2 separate regions of the Triticum aestivum genome follow, and region 1 is linked to region 2. The links are chromatin contacts, called in public Hi-C maps. All regions are on one chromosome and are shown on one strand. The core of a region is the stretch at or near the end of the contact, and the rest is flanking DNA. Distances in the headings are between cores, read along the strand shown. Region 1 holds the start of LOC123150138 (deSI-like protein At4g17486). Region 2 holds the start of LOC123150961 (probable E3 ubiquitin-protein ligase XBOS35).

What was found. A called contact is a pair of places that touch in the nucleus more often than the background predicts.
Region 1: a contact with region 2 is called in a Hi-C map of leaf, with 2.4 times the contacts expected there. The contact joins the promoter of LOC123150138 here to the promoter of LOC123150961 in region 2. A contact is called at or near these places in 2 of 5 Hi-C or Micro-C datasets (both in leaf).

Annotation. Positions count from the first base shown.
Region 1 is chr7A:101,588,801-101,595,058 of IWGSC CS RefSeq v2.1, reverse strand. It overlaps LOC123150138 (deSI-like protein At4g17486), which reads left to right and starts at 3,630. Exons shown (of 1, transcript XM_044569938.1): 1 at 3,630-4,815. The coding sequence starts at 3,797. The coding sequence ends at 4,561. It overlaps LOC123150040 (callose synthase 5), which reads left to right. Exons shown (of 43, transcript XM_044569840.1): 43 at 1-184.
Region 2 is chr7A:101,294,315-101,300,877 of IWGSC CS RefSeq v2.1, reverse strand. It overlaps LOC123150961 (probable E3 ubiquitin-protein ligase XBOS35), which reads left to right and starts at 3,199. Exons shown (of 11, transcript XM_044570761.1): 1 at 3,199-3,717; 2 at 4,749-4,954; 3 at 5,071-5,130; 4 at 5,540-5,611; 5 at 5,729-5,904; 6 at 6,013-6,173; 7 at 6,356-6,414; 8 at 6,490-6,536. The coding sequence starts at 4,760.

The sequences.
Region 1 (6,258 bases), core at 2,381-4,880, 290 kb before region 2:
AGGTACATGCCCCCACAACAGTTGCGACAAAACATTACGGTGCTTTTAGAGGCAAAGATGAAACAGATTTTTGTGCATGAAGCAACAAAACAGTTCGGTCTTTCTAGATTGAGAGATCAAATTGATTTTTGTGCATGAAGATGTTTGTGCTGTGCTGTACGGTGTACCAGTCAGTTTCCTGCTTTGTGCTTGTGTTGTCTGAAACTCTGAATCTAGACTGATGTTTGAACGCGCTGGCATTTCCCAGCTGGAACCTCTGCTTTCTATAAAAAGCAGGGCTGTATGGCCTTTCTAAAAATAGTTATTACGTGAGATCTGTTTTTCTAGAATACAAGAGTACCTTGCGTCCGATGCAGAGGCCGGGGGTTGACCTCCTTTTCAAAAAAAAGAAAGAGTAGAGTACCTTGCACTGGTTCGGACTGTTGCAGCATATACGAGCATAACATAAGTTGGACGGCTTTTTGCGTTATGTTTCATGCGTAGACAAGGATAATGGGACAGAGGTTGTGAATTATGACGGTAGGTACAACTTAACATTAGGTGAAGGCTGACATGAGTTAAGATGGAGGACCTGAGTCTGTTATCCTTCCAGCTTTAAGCAGGCCACCTCACTGAATCTGAATTCACAAATGTGCTGAAGCAACATCGATTGCAATCATAGGAGACCGATACAGCTTTCAGCTTGTCCCTGCCCGATGTATAATGATCGTCCAGGCGCAGACTGCCAATTAAGTACACACGAGGTGACCGAAATCTCACAACAACGGTCATGATATCACAGGCAAATTTATATTTTTCTGCTTTTTTAAAGTTTATTTCCTGCTTTTTGTTTCCCAGCTATTGCTGCATTGTAGTTCGAGCCATCATTTCTACGGTCGGGCTGCTTTTGTAGGGTCAGCATGTTTTCAGCGACAAATTCTCATTGTGCCTCCCCCGTCCCCCTTCGCCCACCAGGCAAGAACTCTCAGTGTCGTGACTAGGTTTTGACGCGCAGAGAGCACACGACGCTTGATCGTGAGGCCAACACCCAACAGTACTCATCAGGGGCGCACATCTGACAGTATCCTAGGCCCTAACGCATGGAAATCCAAGTGACCGAGCGAGAAGATAATGGAGGTCCAGAATCTTTGGTGGAAAGAGACGACGTGGTTGTCATGTACTCATGCTGATTACAAAATTGCAAAGTCTGGTCAGAACCATCATTTGGTCGGCATTGAGAGTTTTCCTTCTTTTTGAATGGACAGGAATTGAGTTGATGGTGCATGGTGCGGCTAAATTTCGTGTTTTGATCTTTTTCTAAAACCTATTTGAGATTTGATCTTAGTTTAATTTTTTTTAAATCTGACCGTTTTGCTACCGCCAGGGACCATGGCGGTAGAGTATAACAGCCTACCGCCAAGGTCCCTGACGGTAGGGTTGCATGCCCTATCGCCAAAAACCTCCTAAATATTGAATACAGTGCATGCTCGTGCCTACTGCCAAGCACCTTGGCGATAGGGTTGTGCAGGCTACCGCCAGCCCGGTTGACGGTAGCGATATTTCCGCCAAAGTCCCGGCTGTTAGACCCTACCGCCATGACTCTGGCTGTAGCAAAAGGGTTAGATCTCAATTTTTTTTCAAACTAGGGTCAAATCTTGAATAGGTTTCAAAAAAGGGTCAAAACACGAAAAAATGCCGCATGGTGCCATTTAAGAGCAACTCCAACGGGCCGACCCAAACGAATGACGATTTCGTCCGTTTTTTGTCCGTTTGGGTCGGCTAGACGGACACGGATGTCCGCTTCCGCATTTGGGCCGGCGCGTGCGCCCAACGCTGACCTGAATCCATTTTTGACGATGCAAAAGAAAATGAACGCATGCATATTAAAAAAGAAAAACGGCATTAATTAAACATTAAAGCCGGCCACGAAGGCCGGCGAGAGTCCATGCGTCCACATTTGCATTAAGAAAACAACCTAAATTACGAGGCGGCGCGCTGCCCTAGGCGTCCTCGTCGTCGTCCTCGGGGTCCGTGAGGTCGATGAGCGTTGGCGCGGGCCCGGCCCAGGCGAACGCCGTATTCCAGAGCGCCGTCATGTCGGGCAGTGCCGACACGGGGGGTTGTGCGGCCGTTTGTGCAGCCGCGGCCTGGCGCGCCTCCTCCTCGGCCTCGCGCCGCTCCTCCTTGAGGTCGCGCTCGAGCATCTCGAGGTACTCGCCATCGCGGCGCTCCTCGGCCACTGTGATGCTGCGCCAGTGCTCGAGGTACGCCTGCTCCTGCGCCGGCGTCGCTCCCATCTAGACCGGCGGCGTGTGTACCCATTCGCGCACTACTCCCGTCCAGGAGTAGCGCTCGATGGGGGACGGCTCGGGCTACGCCTCCGGCTTGATGGAGGACGGCGGGCCCACCGGCGGCACCACGCTGTCGCCCGCCACGGAGAGGACAAGGGCATGCGCCATTGTCGCCTCGTACCGAGCCTCTTTTTCCGCCTCCGCCGCCTCCGCCCTGCGCCGCTCGTCCTCCTCGCTCTCCCGGAAGACGGACGCAAGTGTCGCCTGGTATGCGTCCTCCGCCGCCTGGTGCTCGTCGCGGACGACAAGTGCCGGTGGCGGCGACCTCCGTTCGACCTCGCGCACGCCCCGTCGCCTCGCCTCCTCGTGCTCGAAGGCGAACCACGTCGCCCAGTTGGGCGAGTCGGTTGCGTAGGCGGCCTCGCGGCGCTGCTCCAGTGTCAGTAGCGCCCGCCGGCGCCGCACCTCCTCCGCGTGAGCACGAGCCACCCGCGGCGCCGCCGGCACTGGGATCCTCTCTAGATCCAGATGCCAGTCGTGCGGCAGCGTCACGTCGGGATACGGCAGAGGCTGGCGGTGCTGCCAGTGCCACTCCGCCTGGTCCACTGACACGTTCACGCGATGCCTCCGTCGGCGAGGCGCCGGCGCCGGCGGAGGCAGGAGGAAAGGGGTGGCGGGGGACTTGCCCTTGGCCTTGCTGCCGCTGGCGCCAGAGAAGAGGCCCATCTCTGTTGTGGTTGTGGTGGCTAGGGTTTGCCGGCGACGAGGGAGCAAAGGATGGCAGATGTGGACGGCGAGTTTGGACAAGGACGGCCCCGCCGCACGGACGGCTTAAAAAGGACGAGCGTCATCGCTGACATGTGGGCCCGTCGTCATAAATTAAGCTGACAGCGTGGACAACGGGTAGTTGGACGGCCGCCATGTGGGAACACGGCGGACAACAGGAAGGCGCGCGAAGCGTCCGTTCGGCGTCCGCGCCGACGCATTTGGGGCGCAAATTTGGACCGCAAATGCGTCGGCGCGGACATGACGCGGATGTGATTTGGGTTTGGGTCGCGCGTTGAGCCGTCATTTTTGTCCGCGCCGACCCAAACGGGCGCAGGCGGATGAAATGAGTCGACCCTTTGGAGTTGCTCTTAAGCGATGTTCAAGTGGGAGCTGTAATTTATCCCGCATTCGGAAATTATATTAAACCAATGGCAATGACCAAAATAAGATTTTACCAGTAAAACAAAAAGTCGTTCATGGGCAGGCAAAGCCCAGCACGAATCTTGGCGGCTCGCATCCTCTATTGCGGCGCTGCATCATGGACACGCCAGCCTGCCAAAGCCAAAGCCAAAGCGCCCCAATGCGATGCCACGAAAAAGCGATCAGCATCAGACACAGCCGCGCGACAATCTGCTAAAGAAACCCACATAAAAACGCGCAGCGCCCGGAACGCCGCGCGGCGACCACGGTGCCGTGCGGGGGTGTCTGCGTCTCTCTCTCCCCTCCCTCTCTCCGCCGACGCGGCGCGGGCCGAGGGAATGGCCGCCGCCGCCTCCGCCTCCGCCTCCGCCTCGTCTTCTTCCTCCACCTCCACCTCGGCCGGGTCCTCCGCGTCCACCTCCACGCCCCGGCCCGCCCCGCGCCAGGCCGCCGCGGCGCCGTCGTCGTCCCCGGTCTTCCTCAACGTGTACGACGTGACCCCGGCCAACGGGTACGCGCGGTGGCTGGGGCTCGGCGTGTACCACTCGGGCGTGCAGGTCCACGGGGTGGAGTACGCGTACGGCGCGCACGAGGGCGCCGGGAGCGGCATCTTCGAGGTGCCCCCGCGGCGGTGCCCCGGCTACGCGTTCCGGGAGGCGGTGCTGGTGGGCACCACGGCGCTGACCCGCGCCGAGGTGCGCGCCCTCATGGCCGACCTCGCCGCCGACTTCCCGGGCGACGCCTACAACCTCGTCTCCCGCAACTGCAACCACTTCTGCGACGCCGCGTGCCGCCGCCTCGTCGCCCGCGCCCGCATCCCGCGCTGGGTCAACCGCCTCGCCAAGATCGGGGTCGTCTTCACCTGCGTCATCCCCAGCAGCAGCAGGCACCAGGTGCGCCGCAAGGGGGAGCCGCAGCTGCCCGCCCCCGTCAAGAGCCGCTCCGCGCGCCAGCCCGCCGCCCCGCCGCGGCCCAGGACCTTCTTCCGCTCCCTCTCCGTCGGCGGCGGCAAGAACGTCACGCCCCGCCCGCTCCAGACCCCGCCGGTGGGGCCCGCCCTGACGTTGACGACGCCGGCACCGACGCCGTTGGCCTCCATGTAACGGCGCCATTACTCCTTTTTCGTTTACAGCTCACACCATCCATTTTTTTTCCTTCGACAGTTACCTGAATTTTGTCCATAGTACTGTACTCTTCGAGATTAAGATTTGTGCTCTGCTAGTGCTGCACTGTCACCATGATTAGCAGTAGTAACTGCAGTTCATTAGGCTATTAATTCCCGATTTTGTCTGGCTTTACTACCTAGACACACCTGGCTGGCTGTGTCCGCTGCCAAATCGCCATTAATGATTACTAATTTGGGTCGCTGTTACGCGCTGCATTTACGTTGCGGTTAACGACGCCTATCATGCAATTGTTTTTGTTGTGTGGCATGGATGCAATTCTATCCGGCGAGCCGTCCAATGGGAATATATTCGCTCCTCCTTTCGCCCGTTCTTTGGAGTAAACAACCATGGAGCTGAAGCCTTGTTTGGATTTTCAACTATAGATAAAAGCTACACACAGGCTATGCACCGATCGGCCGATATGCTTTTGCTGATGCAAAGAATTCCCCGTGTCTGGACAGTGGACCTGTCATCACTGCCGTTGTCATGGGACACGATTAGATTAGTCCTCGTGTTGTTGTTTCTTGCATGATTGCGTCCGGCCTCCGTGCCTATCTGGAAATGCGGAGGGCGGGATAATTTTAACGTGACTTGTCGCGTGAAAGGCGAGCTCGCTTCGACAGAAATCTTGGGGAGCTCGCCGGTTGCGTGTCCAGCGCGCCTCGCCGTTGACCGGCGACCGGTGTGTCCATGCCGGTGGCGAAGACGGCGGCGCGGGGTCAGAATTGGGCACCGACGGGAGGAGGGTTCGCATTTGTGGAGGACACCGCCACGCAGCACAGTGCACCACATTGGCCTTGACCCGTCCGATCAGCGATCAGCGATCAGGATGGACGGGCCACTATCGATCCTTCGGCGGGCGATCGCCTCGCCTCGCTGGACCCCGGCCGGGTTGGGTTCGGTGCACGGGATGTGATGCCGCAGCGGCGCCTTTCGACCGGCTACAGGAGAGAAGCACGATCGCTGTGCTGTGCTCGCCGTCTAGTAGGTCGTCGTCGAGGGACGAGAGCTACTACGGCAATAGGGTATGGGCGTCGTACGCGGTGCCTTTTCCCCGGCTTGTCCCCTTGCCGGCCGCTGGAACGGAATCGTATCAATGAATTTCATTGGGGCGCTGGAGGGTCGGGTGCGGCCGGAATCATTCGTCCACGCGACGTGCCCCCCATGGCACAGGGCCTTTTCTTGGCGGGTGGGGTTGTTGCACTTGCACTGCACCCACGCACACCACCGGCTGCGCTGCGCTGTGCGGTGCTGTGCTGTGCGCTGGTGCACACGCCGCCTGCGCAAATAATTCGCCGCTGCCTGGCACGACCGGCCGCGACCGACCGCGTCCTCTCCGGTCCCCGGAGGTTGCCGGGAGCCAACGACGTGTGCCCGACTATGCTGTACTTGACTTCGGGCCTGTTTTATATGGCGCGGACCTAACCTACATGAAAGAGAAAATGGTGTCATTTTCATGTAAGCCCAGGGATGGCCATGGCCACCTCGACAACTGTATGCAGCCAATGTATACGGGGCATCGATCTTCCTTTCAGACTAGCCACATTGGAGAGTAACATACACTAAGTAAAATACACATATCCCTAGGCAATATTACTACCTTCATAATGGGTATTAACTTAGAGGGTGCTTGA
Region 2 (6,563 bases), core at 1,950-4,449:
AAATCCTAATCTCGAAATACGCCAACCCAACATGTACCTTTGGAGACACCTGTAGAGCTCCTTTATAATCACCCAGTTACGTTGTGACGTTTGGTAGCACACAAAGTGTTCCTCCGGCAAACGGGAGTTGCATAATCTCATAGTCATAGGAACATGTATAAGTCATGAAGAAAGCAATAGCAACATACTAAACGATCGGGTGCTAAGCTAATGGAATGGGTCATGTTAATCAGATCATTCACTTAATGATGTGATCCCGTTAATCAAATAACAACTCATTGTTCATGGTTAGGAAACATAACCATCTTTGATTAACGAGCTAGTCAAGTAGAGGCATACTAGTGACACTCTGTTTGTCTATGTATTCACACATGTACTATGTTTCCGGTTAATACAATTCTAGCATGAATAATAAACATTTATCATGATATAAGGAAATAAATAATAACTTTATTATTGCCTCTAGGGCATATTTCCTTCACCATCTCCATCACCGTCATTGCCATCGGTGTCGTCTCCATTACCACCATCTCCACCAGCCCCGCCATACTCCTCTTCTTCACCGACATGGTGTCGGCTTGTATCATCCTTCTCCTCTATGTTATCATTTTACATTTTTGAGTAGTTGTATTAATTCTTGATGATTTGGATGAACCCTTGCATGCATGACTAGAACTTAATACCTATGAGCGATCTAACCATCTTCTTTATATGTCTTGTGTTGATTTTCTCATGGTGTTATGAATAGGCCTCACTCAACATTAGCAACTTGTGGGTTTGAGGGAATTATTATTGGTGTCACAATGGGCTGTCGGAGGTTTGTAGTTATGGTGCTTATCTCCCTCCTTCACCGATCATTGCAACATGGAGTAACGGAGAACCCTAAAGCCTTATGTCGTGTTATGGGGAAAACCTTAATCATTGTTGCAAAAACTAGAGTGGGGAAACAACGATGGTGGCACGCATGATATGTGACTACAACATGTAGAGGGCATTTGAAGTTACGGTTGAGAGGGCATTTGGAACCCTGAGGAATATTTTTAAGATCCTTGATCAGAAAGCATTCCACCCTTTCCTCGCCCAAGTTAGGCTTGTTCTTGCATGTTGCATTCTCCATAACTGGATCCTAGAATGTGTTTGTGATGAGCTTGTGCCAGAGGAGGAAGATGTGACGGTTGCTGATGTTGATGACTTCGGCCATGGTGTGGAGGCACATGACAATTAAGCTTGGAAGAGAAAAGGGTTGGAATGGGCTGAGGCAATGTGGGCAAACAAAGGTAACCCAAGGATCTGAAGAAGAAGAAAATAACAACAGAGGTAGAAGCAGCAAAAGAAGAAGACGAGGATGGACTTCCCCCTAGTTTGTCATCAATGAACTTCCCCTATTGCCATATGATTGTTAATTTGTACTGCAATTTGTTAGCAATTAGGATGGACTACCATTTGACTGCAAGCTAGGACTCAAATGATTTTTTTTCTCGTACTGCATATGTAGTGTAATGTGTGGTAAGATCACCACTAGTGAGAAGGGGTCACCACAACATAGGTCGTGCACAACCAAAAGTCATGTTCATAGAAATGAAGTACCTCTTATTTTAGTTGGCCATGTTTCATAGAAATGAAGTAGCTGCTATTTTAGTTGGTGTGTGCGAGGTCTAGTCATTGATATTTATTTTTCAAAAACTTGAATTGGCGTGGTCGCAGGGCTGAGGATGTAACTGTAGTAGGGATGTCCTCATCACCTAAACACATGGAGAGGATCCCCAACCCCAATTGCGCTAGCATTGCTCAACAAGGGCTCCGTCGAGCTCTCCCATACCGCCACACCAATGTGACCCTCCACGCGGCCAATGGCACCGCCTCAAGGAAGTAGCCATGTTCCTCATCCCCCCCCCCTGAACAAATGTCAGTCGACGCTCTCATGCTTAAGTTTGCCTCGAGCTCCTGCACCCGATGACCCTGCATTAGGTGAGGATTGCATGCTCACCTCTTGTTTGCTCCCGTCCTTGCTATCCGAGAGACCTACCAGTGCCCAAAAGGGCATCCCCAACGTCCGTTCCCTCTATAGACGGATGGGAGCAGATAGTGGTGGCGGTGACCTCTCCCTTGAGGTGTCATCCATGTCGCTTCTCGCTCATCCTCATCCGTACGAGCAACCTTTCAAACTTCATCGGTGGGGTGGTCTTCACTACCGCCAGTAACATGTTTAATGCATAAGATCACATCAAATGAGGTTGATAAACGCTTTTTCGTATATGTGCTAAGTATAAAATTATAATAAAATAAGGTAATCTTTCTGGGCATTTGCTATGTTGTTGTCCTAACTGACTGTTTTTTTGTCACACGATAAGCTGATTTGGGGGAGAGTCGTAGATAGGAGGGTCTCTCGTGCTGCCACCGCCACCATCTGAGAAATTTAGGTCCCCTCGCCTCCGGCCGCCATCTTGGTTCTGAGAGCTGGGGGGACCTCGGATCTTCAAAACCTCTATATTCTTCGTCAATGTCTAGTGGTCATCATAGTGAGAATAATTTTTCTCTCGTTCTTCTGGCGGTGCCATGAGGTTAGAGAGTTTTCTGTCCTCGCAGATCTGATTTATTCGGATCTGATGAGTTTATGTTGTCGTTTGAGTTTTTTTGGTTGGTCTGGTTATTTGTGGAGGTGAAATCTTTCATCGACACCATGGCGAAGATATAGTGATTCGGCGGCCTACACTTCTAGGGGATCATCCCTGGCCCAAGTACGTTCATCAATCGAGGCTTCCCATCTTTTTGGATGAGCGACTCAAGGTGCTTTCAAAAACCATTATTGGTAATGTTTGTGCGGGTGAAAGAGTGACAACATCGTTGCTCCAGTCCAATTGCAGCATATTTACCGAAGTCTTTGGAGTATTTCTTCGAGCAGAGGTTGATACCGCAAAGAAGGTGTTTTCAAGAAATTTCATTGTAATTCTTAGTCATAGGAGTTATTTTGTATTTTCTTGAATCTTAGGTCCAATTCAGTGTATTTGTAATGGTTACGAGTAAGAATAACGTTACAGGTGCTATATTTTTTTTACATTGGATTTTGATACCTGGACATCATGATTTACTTTATATGTAAAGCAAGACGAGATGCACTTTCAGGATATCCACACACTTCTTCTCTGTCGAACCAAGGCCGCTTCCTCACCCTAGCTCCATGTCACTGTCCTGCAAATAGCAGAAAACGAAAGGAAGAAAGCGTCAGTGCAGGTTCCCGACATCACCAAGGAACATCTGTCACAGCCACAGGAGCAATCCCACGCCTCCCCGCCGGCAGCTAGCCGGAAAAATCACAATAATAATTCGCGAGAGCCAATTCAACCCCGTTCCATGTGGCACACCCTCCAGCTCCTCGTGCTCTCCACTGCAGGCCCCCCTCCCCATCCTTGTCCTGTCTCCCACCTCCCTTGTTCCTCCGTTCTTCCCAGCCCCAAGCCATTTGCAGTTACTTCCTGATCCCGCGGCGCCGGCGGTGGTGGTGGCTTCCATCTGCCGGCTTCCGTCTTGTCCCTGAGTTGCGTCTCTCGATGTGTTGGTGGTGACGGCAAGGTGGAGGAGGAGCTTCTTCTTCCCGGCCGGGTGCCCGCCGCCTGAAGATCCCCTTTCCAGGGGCGGTCGGTGAGGGGAGATGCGCTGGGCTGATCCCCATTACTCGCGCATCCATTTCTTGTAGCCGAAAGATCTGGTCTTCCGGAGGTATGTGTGCAATGTTTCCGTATATTTTGTGAATCCCTGATCCGGTGTCGTAGTCGCGGAATTGTTCCGGGCCTGTCATTTCTTTTTGTTGTATAGAAAATGTCAAAATGATGCAATGCGCTCCAGTTCTTATCCCCCTCTCTGTTCTTTCTCTTCTTCCTCGCGCGCAAAAGTCAATCCGTGAGCTCAATGCCGATGCGGGTGGTTATCCTCCTTGGAGCAATGAACCCGTTGTCCCTGAGAAGGACAGGGGACAGCGACCCGTTCCTCCTAGTACTGTTTGCGCCATTATTACTGTGTCTGCCAACAACTCGAATATTAATTACTAGGAAACTAACAATAATTGTAGTAAGATAGAGGGCGTTTTACCCACCGTTTCTTGGTTCAATTGTGGATATTGTCTTGTGTAAAGATGGCGCCCTTGGTTTTATTCCAGCTCTTTTGAGTGTTGAGTCAATTTGCGGTAGGTTCCTAAAGGAAGATGCTGTTTGTACTCTTTAATCCATGTGGTGCGCCCAGTTGGTCAGAGTAGTACTACCGTGTTGGATCATCTGAGGCTACTTTCTTGCAGAGAGATGCCACCTCGGTTTAGGTTTCCTGCTTATTGTGTCAATTTGAGGTGTTTCTTTCAGAAAGTGAGCCAACATTGCTGCCATTTATGCCCATTGTCTTCTTATAGGGGTGACCTAGTGATCCAGTTACTAACTTATTGAGCCCCTTAATGTGGATCCTTCACTAGATTAGTGTACAAATGTCTGGGGTTATGCTATGCCATTTTGGTGCTTCTCAAAGTGGACAGGTGGCTTAGTTTCCCCTTTTCCTGAATCAGTTCCCTGTAGAGTGTCCATGTGGTTGAATTCCCCTACCATATCAATTTGGGGGCAATTTACTCTACATACAGGCCAGCTTTCCATTCTTGGTACACTCATACGCTTGGCTTCAGAATTGTATGACCTCATAGCGTGCTCAAGTGATTAAACTCAATATATGGCGAGTCCTTACTAAGTGGTACTAAGATTGTGCATTGATAGGTAGAAGCACCATGGGACTCCTAGGTATGATGGGTGACTCATTCGGCTGCTCAGCTACCGGTGAGCGGCTTGTCTCTGCCGCGAGGGATGGAGACATCCAGGAGGCTAGGGCCCTATTGGAGCTTAACCCCCGGCTTGCACGATACTCGACATTCGGTATCCGGAACACACCCCTCCATTACTCGGCGGCAAAGGGCCACCACGAGGTGATTCACTCCACACATCTCTTTCGTTACCAGTTTACAATTATTTTTAGCTACTTTTGTTAGTTAATGTATGTGTGTTCGTTATCAATTGATAAGTAATTTCATCTTCCTGGTAGATTGTTTCCCTGCTAATAGAATCTGGCGTTGATATCAACCTTAGGAACTGCAGAGGACAGGTGAGCTCTTTTTTTTTATCTCCCACCTTGTTCATCATTGGTATCCAATTCTTGATGATCCATAATATGTGTTATTACTTTTGAATATTTATAGAGAATACTTCTTACTCGGTATACAGAAATGGATTCGACCATCTAGTTGCAATCTTACAAGTATATGCATTTCCCATATATCTGAGGTCGCTCAGGTCTTAGAAAATGATATATCAGTCGTTTCAAGTAGATGGAAGTAAGCTGTGGAATGTTACTGTCTTAGTTGACTTCTAGATAAAAAAAGATATCCTATTGGAACATTCTTGAAGGGGTGATTTGATGCCACCTCATTATGTTCTTTCTATCTCTGTTCTATTGTGAAAGAGAATATTTCTTTGTTCTGGTACCAATTCTAAACGCAACAATTGCCGTGCAGACTGCTCTGATGCAAGCTTGTCTATATGGTCATTGGAAAGTTGTACAGATCCTAGTTCTTTTTAAAGCTAATGTAAGTGAATATCAATCTTGTGTATCTTTTTGTGATCGCCAAAAAAAAAAACTTGTTTTTGTGTTAAACTGGGCTGTAATTTGTACTGATGCAAGTGATATGTATTTTTAATCTTAGATTCACAAAAAAGATTGTTTTAGTGGTGCAACAGCAATTCATTTTGCCGCCCTGAAAGGTCATACCCGGTGCATCCGGCTTATTGCGGCTGATTACGTGCCTAGTTTGCCGGATTTTTGGAGCATCATGCGCGGAACAGCCACGGATGAAACAAATAAGGAAGCTTTTGATGCAGCGTATGTCAAATTCTGACGTTCATCTATGTTGGCATCTTTTTTTTTATTGTTTATGTTGGCATCTTCCGATAACTAGTAAATAAATATCCATTTTCCTTTGCTTCCCAGAAATCTCCAGAAACTAGTTAATGCAAAGTCAGATGGAGGTGTCACCCCTCTTCACTTGGCAGCTCTTCACGGGCATGCTGAGAGCTTGCAATTGCTGTTAGACCTTGGAGCCTCTGTCTCTGAGGTCACAGTCAACGATGGTTCAACTATTGATCTCATAGGTAAAAACTGAACAGGGTAAAAAACATAAAACTGTACACAGAATGTTAAATGTTTAACTAAATTCAAGTAGTTATTGTTTACGGAGTTTGACCGTTACTTCTCACATCAAATGTGCAGAACAAGGGGAAATATTCTGAACTTCTTTACATGGTCATATATTAACAATTCCCTAAAATTGCAGGTTCAGGAAGCACGGCCCTTCACTATGCAGCTTGCGGAGGAAGTGCTGTATGCTGCCAAGTATGCATTGAATTCTCCCTTCTATAAATTATCAAGTAATTGTCCAATTCCCGTTTACTGATTGCCGTAAAACAGCTTCTCATTGCAGCAGGAGCACACATGGGAGCTGAAAATGCTAACAGGTATGCCTAGGGAATTCCATGTTTCTA